Regions from separate parts of the Gossypium arboreum genome. Here region 2 is linked to region 1. A link is a contact called in public Hi-C data. All regions are on one chromosome and are shown on one strand. The core of a region is the stretch at or near the end of the contact, and the rest is flanking DNA. Distances in the headings are between cores, read along the strand shown.

The links. A called contact is a pair of places that touch in the nucleus more often than the background predicts.
Region 2: a Hi-C map of leaf shows a contact between it and region 1, with 3 times the contacts expected there. The contact joins the promoter of LOC108456725 here to the promoter of LOC108483396 in region 1. A contact is called at or near these places in 2 of 5 Hi-C or Micro-C datasets (both in leaf).

Annotation. Positions count from the first base shown.
Region 1 is chr7:65,556,658-65,562,380 of ASM2569848v2, reverse strand. It overlaps LOC108483396 (protein LIGHT-DEPENDENT SHORT HYPOCOTYLS 3-like), which reads left to right and starts at 2,352. Exons shown (of 1, transcript XM_053030444.1): 1 at 2,352-4,261. The coding sequence starts at 3,215. The coding sequence ends at 3,784.
Region 2 is chr7:65,837,736-65,843,337 of ASM2569848v2, reverse strand. LOC108456725 (U-box domain-containing protein 3-like) reads left to right here and starts at 2,240. Exons shown (of 6, transcript XM_053030861.1): 1 at 2,240-2,532; 2 at 3,435-3,503; 3 at 3,630-3,913; 4 at 4,737-4,853; 5 at 5,042-5,602. The coding sequence starts at 3,638.

The DNA of each region.
Region 1 (5,723 bases), core at 1,103-3,602:
TTAAGTCAAGAAATTCTACAACACCGTTTAAAGGTAATATTGATTAAGGCCCACTAAGTTCCTTTAAATATGCGTCTTTTGGTATGCAGGTCTAAAAATTGAACCAGTGTGGCCAAGGAATGTGCCCTAATGGTAAACCGAGGGCAATATTATGCATACAGAGGTATGTTCTTAGAAATATATATTTTCAAATGAAAAATTGTAATACATGTTACGAATACGTCTATTAAATCAAACATTTATGTTATAAAGTTTTATACTACCTTTAAAAGTCTGGAACAAACGATAAATGTTTTATTCAAACCTATTGTCCTAGAAATAATTTCAAAAAAATAAGAGGTACATTCTTATGGCTTTCATAAGTTGTAAAATTTGCTAAGTATGTAAATTTTGTAACATCTTATGTTTGAATCCGATAAACCGAGTCGAGTATAGGGTGTTACAGGAAATTTGATGGTTTCAAGCTTAAATTAGATAGATATAGTGAAAAGGACTAAAATTAATGGAAATGAAAGTTTCATTATACATAAATGAAAGTGGGCATGAGAATGCAAAAGATAAATGATGAAAATCTCTACATTTTCACATCAAATACCTAATTATTTAATTAATGAAATAAAATAATATCAAAATAGTATTAAAATAATCCAACCAATTATTTCTCAACACCTTTTCACCATTAATCATTACATTTAATATTTATTGAAATTAAGAAATGATCATTTTATTGTTCATATTTCTCTACAATTCCATCATTGAATCACTTTTCACTTTTGGTAAAAATGTGATATGGTCCCTCATATTTCTCCACTTATTCAATTTTGTTTACCAATTTTGTGTCACGAGGACTTTTAGGTTATTTGCACTTTTGATCTTTCAACTTTTCATATTTATACTTTGCCACCATAAATTTTGAATATTTTCACTTGAGCAGCAAAACTTTTCACATATTTACAATTTAGTCTATCTTAAATTAATATATCACAACATACTTTTTAATTCAACTTTTTTTGGCATCCATTAACCTTCTCTTTTATCATTTATTTTCTTTATTTTACTTTACCGAAAAATTTATTACGCACAATTCTCACTTAATACTACTTTTATAACATAATGTTTCTAGGGGTGTTACACCAAGGTTGTTCACATGTTGCGACCACATTTGTTAATTGTTTTATTATAAATATTAAATTTCACCTTTTAAATATTTTTAAAAAGTATAACTAATTTTGTATTTTTATATTTTATATTATTTATAATTTATGCATTTTTAATTTATTATCTATTTTAAATTTTTAAAAAAATTAAAAGTATGGATTTTTATATTTTTTTAATATTTAAAATTAATACCAAGTTGATAAAATATGTAAATGTTATTAGTTTATTATTAAAATAATAAAGACCAAATTAATACAACTTACCATTATTAAAGGCTGAATTTATCATGTCAATTGAAAAATAGTCATATTACTACATTAATTGAATGTTAAATTTATTATTATTTCAATTGAAGAAAATACTATACCACTTTTTTGTTAGCCATTAGAACTTATTGGCGTTGGATAACTCACGCATGATTGAGTCACTAATATTGTAATTTACCTTAATATATGTATTTGAGGTTACGTATAGGTGAGTTTTGACTTTGTATGAATTTGCTTCTGAACCCCAATATACTCCAGGTCCCAAACCATCCAATGAGAAAAATCTATTTAGGAGCAATAATTAAACTCGAAGAAAATTATATTATTTATCCACAAATAGAGTTAGCAATATCATCGGTACATTCTAAGAACTAAAATATGCTTAAAAATAACTATAAAAAATTAAACTCCTTTCCGAAGAATTACATAATCAATAAAGTAATAAAATTACTTTTTAGCTTGTAGAATTCCAAATTATAAACTTTAGTCCTTGTAAGGGGTAAGGGGACAGGAAGTACTGCGTCCATGTAAAGAATAAATAAAAATTAGTAAACCACTGTTTATATTTTGCAAAACTCAATGAAGTATTTTGTGTTAAATAAGTAATATACCTCACTCAACCAAATGTTAAGATCAGGTACAAAATCTTTAACTTTGCATAAAACAAAAACATAGCTGTAGTTTCTTTTTTTGAATAACAATGAGAAATTTAAAAATAAAAAAATGGGATTTTTATCAAAAATAATATTAAAATTTTAATTTCAAAATGGGAAATTTGGAAAATGGTACTGTGGTGAATGGAGAAGGAACTGTCATTCGAAGCTACAGAGCTCAAGGGAAAAAATCATGCCTTTCCCTTAAATTTTGTCCTTCCAAAACTTTGTTTTAAAGGAAAAAAATTATTTTTTAAATGTCTCCATCTCAACCCATTGCATGCCATTACCCTTTATTGCAATTTAAATTTTCATTTCATTTCATTTTGTTTCATTTCCACAACCCCTAAACCAGAGTTCTCTTCTCTTTCTTAAGAATCAATGTCATCCATAATAATAACAATAATAAAATTCCATTAACAAAGCAATATATATACCTCTCTCCCTTCCATCATTTTTTTACACCCCAAATCACTTACTAATATATTTCAGCAACTCAATCTGAGAAAAGACGGCCCTCAAAAATCTTCTAGTATTGCTCCAAGCAAAGAAAAACTCAAGAGAGGGGGGGGATCATTTCTCTCTCTTTTCCCATCAATCTCATCAGATCATCCACACTTTCCCTCATATCTAACAACTACAAATCATTAAAACTACTATTTCAACTCCAAAATCTTCTTCTGTTTAGCTGCCTAGCTCTCCTCACAAATGGAAATTGTGTCTAATATAAATCAATAGTCGGCAAGGTCTTCCAGTCTTCCTTCCTGGTTAAAGCAAAGCACTTCTGTTTTTTTTTTTTTTTACTTTGGGTTTTCTTCTTGACGGTGTTGTTTCATATCAACAGTTCTATCTGCCAGAGAAAAGAGTAGAGACTAAATTATGTATGTAAAACTAAGTTTTTTTTTGGTTCCTTGATTCATTTTTTACAGTTTCTTCGTCTTTAATCTCTCCTTTTCTTGTTAGGTCTATGTTACACTGTCTTATGGTCACTGAAAAAGTGTTTTTTATAAAGGAAAGATGAAACCCTAGGTACTTAAGATCTTAAGAAATAAGATCAAACCTACCACAGCGAAGACCAACACATCTTTTTGCTTATATATTTGGAACAAGACCTATTGAAAGCTGTGTTTGGTCTCCATGGATTCAATTCGAGAAACCGATAGCTCCAACTCCGAAAATGTCAGCCTCATCAATGTGAGCAATAACGGTGGCACTTCACTTCCATCCTCGTCTTCTTCTCCAACCGCAAGCCGCTACGAGAACCAAAAGCGCCGTGACTGGAACACCTTTGGTCAGTACCTGAAGAATCATAGGCCCCCACTTTCCCTCTCCAGGTGCAGTGGAGCTCACGTCCTAGAATTCCTTCGCTACCTTGACCAATTCGGCAAAACCAAAGTCCACACTCCAATCTGCCCTTTCTATGGCCACCCAAACCCACCAGCCCCTTGCCCTTGCCCGCTCCGTCAAGCCTGGGGTAGCCTCGATGCTCTCATCGGCCGCCTCCGAGCTGCCTTCGAAGAAAATGGAGGCAAACCTGAAGTAAACCCTTTTGGGGCACGAGCTGTGAGGCTTTACCTTCGTGAAGTTCGTGATTTGCAGTCAAAAGCAAGAGGGATTAGTTATGAGAAGAAGAAGCGTAAGCGACCACCAACTCAACAGATCCCGACTCTACCAATGCCGCCGCCACCACCACCAGGTGCAAGTTAAACTATAAAAAGAAGCGTAAGCGACCACCAGCTCAACAGATCCCGACTCTACCATTGCCGCCACCACCACCACCAGGTGCAAGTTAAACTATATATATGCATCACCAAAACAAAACAAAACAAAACCCCATATGCAAGCTAGCATTTCACTCTATTTAATACTACATATATGGGATAATTTTCTGTACTTTGGCCATAAGGTATCATATTGAGGCATGGGTATATATTTTAGGGTAAATTTTTTTTTTTTTTTACTTTTTCTATGCTTCCTCTTTGCTGCTAGAGTGGTAAAAACTGGTAATGTCTTTGTGATTTTTGGGGATTCCTTGAAACTACTTTTGATGCAAACAGTGTTAGTATCATCAGTAATGAACTATTAGTAGCACTAGTACTAAAAGAAAAAAGTCATTCAAGAAGTGATTGTACTATCAGTTTGTTGCTTAAATGGAATTGAGAGCATCTAATTGCTCAGTTTTTATGGACCTTCCATATTTTAAATATATAATATATTTATATTTGCAGGTCATCTCTCTGAATCTTTCTCCACTTTAACCCTATTCTCTTAAATTCCATTTCTTTTATTGGAGCTCGAAACAGCTCTACATGAGGTTCATTTCATGTGTCAGATTTGTCTAGCACTATACTTAAATTGTTTTAATGGCTTTGTTGCACTTACAGATGGTAGTTAGTTTCACTCTCTGTTTTTTTTCTCTTATTGGCACTTCAATTTTATGCTTGACCATCCGGAATTAATTGATAAGAACAACATCAAATTAACCATTTAAAGATTGATTTTAAATCGATTACTATTAGATTTTTACCACTATTTGGCATTCTTTTCTTCTCTATTTATTCTATGATTTGAGATTCAGAAGATGGTTAATTAGTAGCCAGCAATGGTTAATTAGTAATTAATACTAGCTAGCTGCTGGTGCTGTCATTTCAATGTACAAAAATGGATGATGCACCACTAGTGATACGTGTATTACAGTATATTTATATTCTTATATCATAATTAACTGCTTATGTTTCACTACAGAATCATAGTAAGGACTAGATATTTCTAGAATTTATATTTATATATATGTTTGAGTAGTTTGAATGATTTAATGATTGAATTACACAAATATTGAAATTCTATGTATGATGATATTTATCAATTAAAACAATATATATTGCTATCATTTAAAGAAAACTAACATTCATTGCAGTCAATTCATAATTTGATCCTCGAGGTGAGCATGTTATGGTAAGAACTTAGAATCTTGGTTTATTTATATATATATACAAGATTGATGCTAATTATATTGGATCAACTCATTTGATTTTTAAGAACTTTAGAACCAATAGTATAGTTTGATGCAATTCAATTTCTTCCTTGAATCTTAAAATTTTCAAATATAATCGTATTTCGATATTATAAGTAAAATATATAATCACATAACTGGAATTAGAAGATATTTCAAAATTTAAGATTTATACTTTTATTATTTTGTATATAAATCAATTAAAAAGTAGATTCATGTTAATTTGTGATTCGCTCAAACATATATACAGAGAATATCTACTTGTTTCAACCAAATTATGCATATTGTACTCTTATCAATATTTACTCCATGCTCCAATTGCATTAAATTTCTTGCGACATGCGTATGTGTGTTTTATATCTTTTGAACTTGTAGAATCATCAATTGGAATTTATTTAATTAATGTTATTGATCATTTATATAGTACCATTGAAATGGAGTAAGGCAAGAGTCTACATATAATTTTTCTCCTTGGCACTGGGATTGCCTAATGTTGAAATGAAAGAAACTAATTAATGCCAATTTCCCTTTATATCTTCATCAATGTATACATTTTTGGAAACTTAGGCTGTGCTTGCATTCACCTCTTCTTAGAAACCAAGTTTGCTCCAAATGCAACGGTGAAAAATAGTA
Region 2 (5,602 bases), core at 991-3,490, 280 kb before region 1:
CCTCAATTATTGGGTTATTCATTTAATCTTTGGAGCATACTGGAGTTCACCTATACGAGAAGATCGATGTATAAAATAAACAAAAAAATTAAAATTAAAATTAAAACAAGAAGAAATAAACTTATTTAAGTTAGATTGCATGCCCACACATTATAGAATGCATATCTCTGTCATATCCTATTATGCTATTCATCACAATTATTACAACAAATTAAACAATTATGAATTTAACAATTATAAAATATTATAAGCAATTGAATATGGACCTTATATTCAATAGACCTGAATATTTTTAAATAAATCAGAAGACATGCAAATGCCAAAGAACAAAGAAAAGATAAAGAACAATTAGATCTCACAAACTACTTAATCAAACTTCAAAGTTCCTTTGTCTAGAAAAGAAAGAGATTAACAACCCATAAAATAAAAACACAAAAGTGAAATACTAAGAGCGACTATGTCTAGGTATTAAACTAATAATATCTATTTATAGGACAAAAATCACATATGGAGAAAATACAAAAGTGTCATTAATTAAATAAAACAGAATTTTCGTAGATTATTGTGTCGAACTTCTAGACTAGTTTTGGTCACATTCCTAAAGTTTTTTAGGCTAATTTATGAAATAAATTTGGTTAGATCTTTCATTTCCCTTCGAATGAATATATTATAGGCCCAACACGGAGTTTTATAACTCATTATTGCCAAAATGTTGAAGCAACGTTGTGTTGAAAGTTCAATTCACACAAACTTGTCAAAAAATAAACTTTAAATTTGTTTTCTCTAATTACTTATCTAAAATCAATAATAAATAAAATATAGTCTAAATAATAGAATTAAAAATTTAAATAGAAAAATTCAAGAGAAAAGTATAACAAATAAATTGGAAATTGTACACTTATCACTTATGTTAAAATTTTTAATGGTTTAATAAACTTTTTCATTCTCAAACAAACAATTTTACTACATTTTAAAGGTTGAAGACTAGAATTATAAAAATAGAATCAAAGTAACAAAAAGCCAAAACCTTACTAAATTTATCATTATTCTTAAGGCTTATTAGGCATCTAAAGATTAGTTTTTTTAATGATAAATATAAATCAAATATTAAATTGAATAATGATAAAAATAATGCATAAAAATAAATTTAGTCTTTAAGGTATATTTGGTTGGGTGGAAAAGTGAGGATGGAAGGAGGGAGTGAAAAAGTGAAAAGAAAATAAATTTTGAGTGTATTTGGTTGGTAAGAAAAACGAGAGGAAATAAAATAGAAGAGATGATCAATTCTCATCCTAATACATAAAAACTAATCATTCCAAATTTGAATGATAAGATAAGAGAAAAAAGAGAGATGTATATATTATTTCAAATTTATGTATTTTTTAAATATTTTATTTTATTTCCTTTCAATTTTCAACTCTATCAAAACATGAGGAAAGAAAATCATTTTTCTTTTCGGTTTTTTTTTATCTTTCCTACCAAGCAAATCTATGGAAAGACAATTTATATTTTTTATCCTTTTAGTTTGTTACTGGTTCAATTTCTTATCCTTCCAATTTTTTCTACTCTATCAAGTAAATCCTTAATGTTTACATTTTTTTTTGTCAATTTAGCCTTTATTCTATTTTTAACTAAATTTGGTCTTTTAACTTTTAAAAAAAGTCAAATTTGATCATATACCTTTAAAAAGAGTTGGATTATTTCTTTAACAAAAATATTGACTAAATGCTAATTTTTAAACATGACAACTTGCATAATAATACATATGTACTTTTGCTAGTTTTTTTGAATTTTTATGTTTATTTAATTTGAATTTTATTTTATTTTTAAATTTTTTAAAATTTTAAATTATTTATTGACGTGACATATAAAATAAATGTGTCATATCGGCATGAAATATACATATATTGTCGTTGCTATGCCAACATCATTAAAAAATTAAATTTTTAGTAAATATTTCTATTAAAAATTAATATTATTTGAAATGTTAATGATTAAATTTAACTAAAAATAAAAATCAATTTAACATATGTAAAAATTGAGAGTTAAATTTATTATTTTATCAAAACATAACAAAATAGAAAAAAATTATTATTTTACCAAAACATAAAAAAATTAAAAAAAATAATGACATGAGTCCTCCCCCCTTGACTTAGCTCTTGTCTTTGTTTTATCTAATCATTTGATTAAATACTAAATCTTAATTAATCAGTCTCCCCCACTCTTAATTAATTTTCTACTCAATAAGTCATAACCCAACAAATCATCAACCAAACAGGGCCCACCCAGTTTACTTTTTTTATTTTTTATTTTTCAATTTTTTTATCAGTTTTCTGCAGCTCTCCCCTTTTTCTTATGCAGCCTTATGAGGAAAAAATTCAGAGCTTGAATGTTAAAGATGTAAATTTTGATCATTTCCATTGAAGGGATTTTCTTTTCATTTTCATTTTTTTTTCCTTTTTCATTACTCAAATGTACATCAGGATCTGTGCTTTCTTTGTTTTACAAGCGTAAACCAACTTCAAGAAAGAGGTATGCTTTCAATGTTAAAAAGATGGCTTGCTCTGTGTGTTTAAATGTGGATTTCTCAATACATTTTGTATATTTTTAAAAGGTACTTTGCTGATTGTTTTCTTTATATAAACTGGTTTTGTTGTTTTGAATTGGATTTAAGCATTGGGAAATGCTCCTGCTTTCAGGTGAAATTTGTTCTTGTGTTTTGTTAGTTCATAAGTATGGACTTGGGTAGCATTTGAATCAAGTTTCTAATTGAAGTTAAGAAAAAAAATTTCTTTATTTTTTACCTTGGTTCAGTGAGCTTACATAACACCCTTTTCTTGATCTCATAGTAGCTCTTTTATACTCAGCTTTTGATATTGTTGGGCTCAAAACTCTTATCAAGCTTTCTTCAGCTACTAAATGAATAATTTGAGGTTTTAAGATTTCTTTTTTTTTTTTTGTTTCTTTCCGTCTCTTAAGAAACAATGGAGCTGTGTATTATATTTTACACTTTTATCAAGCTTTTTTTTTTTTTATTCACAACCGTTTTCGTATAAGACTTTAGTAGCTTTATTATTTTGTCATTCAAGATCAGTGGTTATATGTGTGTCCTTTTTCATTGAGGCCAGTAGATAAAAGCCTTTTTTCACTCCCCAAGCTATTATATTTTCTGATGAAGGGAAGATCTGATCTGATCTTTTATTTTATTTATATTATTTTATCTTTTGTTGGAAAGTCAGTCTAACGTTTCCTTAGACTCTATGAGAAAAAAGTCATCATGGAAAATGCAATGAATGATATTTTTTCTAGAATAATTGATGTGTGTTCTTCCCATTGGCAATAGTCAGAAGCCTTTTGTTTTATACTTAAAATTTGAAAATATCATACATATTTAAATTGGAAATTTAGTCAAAGTGGATTTCCTTACAATGTAGGGAAGCAAGGCCAAGTTCCATGGCGGTGGCAAACTAATAATTTTTACAGCAGTGAATGTTTTTGTCTGTGTACGATCTTTCTGCTCAAGTTGAGAGTATGGGAAAAAGACAACACAATCAAAGATGCAAACTTGTGTTTTTTAAAGGGCACTCTTGTACTAATTTTTTAAATTTTCTGATATGCTCCATGAAAAGCAGGTCAGATGGACACAACCTCAGTGAGATGTCTTGTAAACAGTATATCTCGATTCATTCATCTGGTATCATGTCAGGCAATAAAAGTTGCTCCTGTCGAAAAGGATTATAGGAACATGGTTATTGTGTTAAAACTTTTGAAACCACTGCTTGATGATGTTATTGAGTGCGAGATACCTTCAGATGATATTCTATACAAAGAGTGCGAAGAGCTAGATATGCTTGTTAATGAGGCTCGAGAATTCATGGAGAACTGGTGTCCTAAGATGAGCAAAATTCACAGGGTAAGTTTCATTTTAGTCTTTACTGAATACATTTTAGATATGCTTGATGATCTTAGGATTGATGCTCGGTCACTTTAATGAAGATCATAATCAGTATTAAGGATCTAAATGTTCTCCTTCAGACTGAGATTCTCTGAAGATTCAGTTTGTAGAATATTATAGTTCATAGAAGAGAATTTGAATGACACGCTGCTCGGGATCAGCGCGAACGGCGGTGAAGCTGCGATTTCACTACGATCTTGTACATGCAAGCCGTGAGCCGTCTTCTCGCCAGGGGCCCAGGAAAGGACTATTCCCACTAACTAGCGCTTCGCCCCTTCTTATCTTATGCGGGAGGCAGATTCTTGCTACTCCCATGTGCTGCTACCTAAGAGAAGATAGCGACTATCAGCTTACTACTGGAGCGTAATAGTGATTGCAACTATGACCCGGTTTCTTGTAGAATGCAAGAAAATCTATATCATGCAAATGCAACAGTCTAATTTAGAAGTAATAAAGATGGTGTGATCTTGTTATTAAAATGAAATAATTTTGAAGAACATTTAAAGAGTCGTAAAATGGCCAAGCTATTCCAGTTATCACATTGCTAGAAAGTGTTTTTCTTTTATTCATGTTTTTCGTGCAATCACATGTAGCATTTTAGTAAAACAAATGGGATGGGGAGAGGGAAAAGGACTTCTCCCCTTTCTGTGGTGCAGTCACCCAAAAGGAAAAAGAAGCTTAAATATTGGATGTTGAAATATGTTATGAATACCTTATGTACAAGAAATAGGATTTTGAGGCTTCTAGTACTATCATATTTCTTACACTTAAAACCATGCAGGTTCTCCAGAGTGAACCTTTTCTGACAAAAATGCAAAGCTCTTCACTTCAGATATGTCGCATATTTTATAGATTGTTGCAGTCAACTCCATCATCATCAAGTATAACCAGTGTACAGGTATGAAAAAATCAGTGTCTTTTTCTTCATTCTACATGTGGATGACAAAAATGCTGTTCTTTTTTTTTTTTCCCTAAAATTTGTTCTCTAAGAATTTACTAAAGGTATCTGGATGGCAACAACTATCACTTTCTCAGTGCTGAGTTAGCATTTTAGTAGTGAGACTAATTGATGTTCAACTGTTTCAGCACTGTATGCGGGAAATTAAAAGTATGGAGCAGGAGAGACCATCAGAAAATATAGGACAGGCTTTGAGAAGTAAAAAAGATGATGCTATTCCCTGCACAGATCATCTGATAAATGTTATGAAATCACTAAACCTGATGTCAAACCAGGAATTGCTGAAAGAAACTTTAGCTTTGGAAAGGGAAAGAACTGATGCGCAAGTCAACAATGCAAAAGTGAAAATAGATCAAATCAATCAGATTATGGATCTCATCTCCCATATACGAGATTATATGCTTAAGATTGAGCACTTTGAACCCACAAGTGGCATTTTGATACCTCCAGGCTTCCTCTGCCCCCTGTCATTGGGGCTCATGCTGGATCCTGTATTTGTTGCTTCTGGGCAAACTTATGACAGGGCCTCCATCCAAAAGTGGCTTGATAGTGGCCTGACCATTTGCCCAAAAACCCGTCAAACGCTCGCACATAAAAATCTCATTCCAAATTACACGGTCAAAGCAATGGTAACAAGTTGGTGTGAGGAAAATAACTTACAACTTTCCAATGCTAACCTTGTTTCAATC